2 separate regions of the Ovis aries genome follow, and region 1 is linked to region 2. Evidence: chromatin contacts called from public Hi-C data. All regions are on one chromosome and are shown on one strand. Each heading gives the region's core, a stretch centred on a gene start, on an enhancer-like site or on the middle of the called end of the contact. The rest is flanking DNA. Distances are from core to core; before and after follow the strand shown.

Evidence for each region. A called contact is a pair of places that touch in the nucleus more often than the background predicts.
Region 1: a contact with region 2 is called in a Hi-C map of mixed tissues, with 7 times the contacts expected there. The contact joins two enhancer-like sites. A contact is called at or near these places in 5 of 16 Hi-C or Micro-C datasets (blood, hypothalamus, mixed tissues and 1 more).

The regions. Positions count from the first base shown.
Region 1 is chr17:51,737,655-51,740,354 of ARS-UI_Ramb_v3.0, reverse strand. No RefSeq gene overlaps it. Among named protein-coding and RNA genes, the nearest start is that of CCDC92, 43 kb to the left of the region's middle. Within about 2 kb of position 1,339, at least 5 of the 54 cell types and tissues checked have an H3K27ac peak or open chromatin away from gene starts, as enhancers often do.
Region 2 is chr17:51,058,315-51,061,014 of ARS-UI_Ramb_v3.0, reverse strand. It overlaps SCARB1 (scavenger receptor class B member 1), which reads right to left. Exons shown (of 11, transcript XM_060401088.1): 11 at 1-2,700. Among named protein-coding and RNA genes, the nearest start is that of SCARB1, 92 kb to the right of the region's middle. Within about 2 kb of position 1,439, at least 19 of the 54 cell types and tissues checked have an H3K27ac peak or open chromatin away from gene starts, as enhancers often do.

The DNA.
Region 1 (2,700 bases), core at 90-2,589, 680 kb before region 2:
GTAGAAATTTATTTTTTTAAATGTATATTTAGATATATATGGCTTTGATAGGAAGCCTTTTTAAAGTCTTTATCGAATCTGTTGCAACACTGCTTCTGTTTTGTGTTTTGTTTTTTTTGGCCACGAGCACGTGGGATCTTAGCTTCCCGACCAGGGATGGAGCCCACACCCCCTGCATTGGAAGGCAAAGTCTTAACCACTGCACCACCAGGGAAGTCCCCCAAAGGAAATTTCTGCCCCATGTGAATACACAAAAGTGATATTTACAGAACAGTCATTCTGAGGAAAGGAAAAAAAAAACCGGAGTCCGTGAACTCCAGCCGTCTTGGATCACACATCTAGGGCATTCGCTAGCTGACATTCTCAGGTCTCTTCCTGATTTCCCCTGTGTTCTGATCTCACGTTCGCCAAGGTGCAGACCTGACTCAGACCAAGTGGCGGGGAGACGTGTGAACAACTCTCTTTCCAGCGTTAAGTGTTTTCCATCACAACAAAAGTGCTAATCAATATCCTCGAGAGATCCTTGTACTGCAAGAAGCCTGAGAGAGACTGCCGGCAACCTCAGTGCTCAGTGCAGGGCATCCTCAAAGGCTCGAGAGGCCAGTGTTGTCAGGGACCCCTGCAGGGAAGTGGCTTGTGATCCTCATCAGCTCTGAAGCATCACCTGGGGCCTCTTCTCTCTTCTCTTCTTCACACTCTCAGAGAACGCGTGTTCAAGTTTCCCGGAGTCCTCGGGCCCCTCTGATCACTGCCTCTGAATACTGACACAATTTTAGTGCGATGATAGATGGTGTGTGTGTGTTGTTGTTGTTGTTTAGTTGCTAAGTTGTGTTTGACTCTTTGAGACCCCATGGACTGTAGCCCGCCAGGCTCCTCTGTCCATAGGATTTCCCAGGCAAGAATACTAGAGTGGATTGCCATTTCCTTCTCCAGGGAATCTTCACAGCTCAGGGATTGAACCCTGCATTGGCAGGCAGATTCTTTCCCCACGGAGCCACCTGGGAAGCTCCCAACACAATTTTAGTATGCACACCAGTGGGGTGAAGCAATCACTCAATAACCCCCTTGAGTATGGAACAGAAAAATAGGTACGTTTGCTTTGGAATTAATTCTATTTCATTTGCCTTCATGATTCAGTCTTGAATAATATAATCAAGTTAGCTGACATTACTTAAGCAAGCTTGAGTTATGTGAGTAATTGGGAAAGAGCCAATTATTTGATGGAAAAAAGCCAAGCTGGGATTCTTTTTTTTTTTTTCCTCCTGGGTAAAGAATAGTCGTCTAGAAGTTGCTGACTCATTCATGTTGTTGTAATAGTCGTTCAGTCACTAAGTCGTGTCTGATTCTTCAAGACCCTTGGCCTCCACTATCTCCTGGAGTTTGCTCAAACTCATGTCCTTTGAGTCGGTGACACCATCCAACCACAGTTGAATATTAATCATACACTAAAGAGTTTTATGTTCTCTGGATAGTTTGGGGATTTGTTAAGACCATGAAGTAGCGAGAGATGTTCATATTCCTTTTCTAAAACAAAGAATGCTCTCAGGGAATCTCCCTGGCTGTCCAGTGGCTAAGACTTCACCTTCCAGTGCAGGGGGTGCGGGTTTGATTCCTGTTCTGGGAGCTAAGCTCCCACATGCTTTGCTGCCAAAAAGCCAAAACATAAAACAGTAGCAGTACTGTGAAAGTGAAGTTGCTCAGTCATGTCCGACTCTTTGAGACCCCGTGGACTCTAGCCTACCAGGCTCCTCTGTCTATGGGATTCTCCAGGCAAGAATACTGGAGTGGGTTGCGATTTTCTTCTCCAGAGGATCTTCCCAACCCAGGGGTTGAAGCTGGGTCTCCTGCATTGCAGGCAGATGCTTTACCCTCTGAGCCACCAGGGAAGGCCAGAAATACTATAACAAATTCAATGAGGACTTTAAAAATGGTCCTTGTCAAAAAGAATGTATCCTCATACTGAAGAACAATTTGCTTTATTATTTACTTTTTACTAGAAATAGTGTTGCTATTTTCTTTATTAGAGTTGATAATCCACCTATTATTGAAGTATAATTTTCCTGCAATATTGTGTTCTAGGTGCATAACAGTGATTGATATTTCTTTACATCACAAAATGATCACTAGGCTAAGTCTAGTTACCATCTGTCACCATACACATCTTTTAAAAATATTATTGGCTGTATTTCCCATGTTGTCCATTTCATTCCCCATGACTTATTTATTTTGTAACTGGAAGTTTGTACTCTCAATTGCCCTCACCTATTTCTAGAGTAGATACATTTTAGAACCAAACTAAAGAAAACCACTCAGATCCATTTTATTAGCATGGCAGAGTCAAATGCCAAAGTTATTCTACCTAAGAAAATAAGAGCTGTTGAGCATTGAGAACTTGACCGTTCTATGTCACATGGCTAGAGTGGTCAAAAATGAAGTCCTTGGTTATTTTGGATCAAGCAAGTTAAAAATCAAATCATTTCACTTGGAAAAAATGAAGTGATGTGGCTTTAAATGCATGGATAGCCCCCTCTAGTGGTCAAAGGGGGTGGGTCAGGGCTTTATACAGGTTCTTTGTTATTATCCATCTGGGTTCCCTACCTCCCTGCATGCGTGCATGCTAAGTTGCTTCCATCGCGTATGACTCTTTGGTACCCTATGGACTTGTAGCCCACCAGGCTCTTCTGTCCATGGGTTTCTCCA
Region 2 (2,700 bases), core at 190-2,689:
CTGTAAAGTAATTAGCCTCCAATTAAATTTTTTTTTTAAGTGAAAGGGAAACTGCTTTTCCAAGAAAGACACATGTAACAAACCCTCAGGGAACCAGAACCTGAGACAGATTCCTCCTCCTCCTCCTCCTGTTCCCTAACACTGTCCTTTAACTGAGTAATGAGGATTTGGAAATAATGAGACTCATGAGAAGGTAAGAAAGATAGATCCAGGAACATGCTCTGCAGGGCTGCCTGGTACAGTTGTCCAGGTTGATCACTGCACAAAGGCACTCAGCCAAGGGGGCTATACATGGGTTGTATTCTGTGTTCTAAACCTGCAGTCCTAAAGCAGGCCATGTCTGCACAGAGGGGCTGTCTTTTTCTTACTCACATAAAGACATCTTTCTGGGCTAGCAGCTCAAGGTCACCCCATGCCCAAGTGCAAGGCAAGGTGTGGGATCTCCCCCAGGTGTTCAAAACAGGTTAGAGGCTTCCCTGAAGGGATTCTAGGTCTTCTGGACCACTGGCAACTTCTCAGGTGCCTGCCTGGCCCCCTAAAACAGCACGAACAGGACACTGCCTTCCCCAAGCACACATGACTGGGGATAGGGGTCTCATCTGGGCTAGGTCTCATCTGGGCTTAGCCTTCCAGAAGGCAAGGCAATAGAACCTCTTTAATCAAAAACTTCTCTGGGACTTCCCTGGTGGTCCATAAGACCACGCTGCCAATGTACGGGGCGCAGGTTTGATTCCTGATCAGGGAACTAAGATCCCACACGCTGTGTGGTATGGCCAAAAGATTAAAAAAGAAAAAAAAAAAAAAAAAAAGCCTTCCCTGATAACTTGAAGCTTGAATTCTGTTGGTAAAGTCAAAAGGAAACTCCAATGTTTGGTGTGGGGTTTTTTTTGGAGGGGGCAGGGAGCAGTGGGCAGGATATCCTGGCTGTGTCCAGGGAGGCACAGCCACAGGGCTGAGACCTCACAATCACCAGCTCTATCCGTGCTAAAAGCCAATAACCCACTTCTAGGAAGACCTCACCCTTACACCCCCAGAACACCAAACAAGTTTCTGCAGAAGGGAATTTTGGCTGGAAGGGGGAGGGGTATCCAAGGGGCCAAACTGTACCTAAGAAGGCGTCCCAGAGGAATTCTGGGAGAGAGGAAGGAAAGCGGGGTACCCATCTCTGGCTAGGATGTCCTGCTCCCAAGCTCAGGAGGACACCCCCTTAACACTCAGCCCTGACGTGGTCGGGCTCTCTTATCTCCAGATCGGCAGGAGGAGCCCCCCAGAGTCTGGCTGAGGACACAGCTGTCCCTCCCTTCTGCTCCTCGCAGGGACTGGCAGCGCCTGCCAGCAAACACACCCACGCCCAGCACTTGGCGTGTTCCGTTTTCTCTCCTCCTCCAACCCTGGCAGTCGAAGCAAACTGGAGCAGCCAACTGGCCCCAAAGAGAAGGGCTGTCGACTCGTCCTCAGGCTTTAGCTCTCAAGAAAGCTATTTAAACCCAAGCAGGCACAGCCCCAGAAGCTGGCGAGGGCGGCACATTTTTCAGAAACCAAAATAACAGCTATGATCAGAGGCACAACCATAGTGCGACTGACTCACTGCTGCCCAAACCCCAACAGCAGGGCTCAGAGCTCTGCCCGTCATCTCCCCTGACTGGACTTGGCTCTCCTAAGACCTCAGACCTAAAGGAACACAGCCCAGAGGGAGGTGAACCCACAAGGCACCAGCCTATTTCTCCTGCAGGTAGGTTGTCAGATACAGGGAGGGCAGCTCATTAAATGTGAATTTCAGGTAACCAACAAACAGGTTTTCAGTATAAGCGTGTCCCGACAATTGCATGGGACACACTTAGGCAAAAATCATTCACTGTCTACCTAAAATTCACATTTAACTGAGCATCTCTTTGCTGCTGTTATTTCTTGGGAGTTTTTTGGGTTTGTTTTTGCTCCATTTGGCAATCCTACTGAGTTCTGGATATATAGTGGGTGCCCACGTGATGCCTAAATTGTTTCTTTCTTGGTCATCCCAGATTCACTTAATTCAGGAATCTGTATCAGGGACTTCCCTGGCAGTCCAGTGGCTAAGACTCCATGCTTCCAATGCAGGGGACGTGGGTTCAATTTCTGGTTGGGGAACTAAGATCCTACACTCCGCAGGGCGCAGCCAAAAATAAATAAATAGACCAATCTACTCATAATCCCCTTGGTGCGTGTGTGCTCAATCGTGTCCAACTCTGCGACCCCATGGACGGTAGCCCGCTAGGCTCCTCCGTCCATGGGATTCCCCAGGCAAGAATGCTGGAGCAGGATGCCATTTCCTTCTTCAGGGGATCTTGCCAACCCAGGGATCAAACCCACGTCTCCTGCACTGGCAGGCGGATTCTTTACCACTGAGTCACCAGGGAATTAAAATAACACATTCCCGGGGCCCGTCCATGATTCTATTTCAGGAGGTTTAGAAGAATGTCCTCAGATCTTCATTTTTAGCAGACTTCCCCAGAAGAGTCAATTGGACCGGAAGTCTGAGATGCAGCTGACCTAAACCTCAATCTTGCCTTTTTTAAGACAACCTTGAAAATAAGACACCAGCCCACTAGTCGCCCTCCATCCCCTACCACACCTGGGATCACTCAGAATGTAAGAAGACAGCAAAGTATACAAGTACATATTTTCAGTCTGTGGACAGGTGAAGTGCAGGCTGAAGAGATGTAT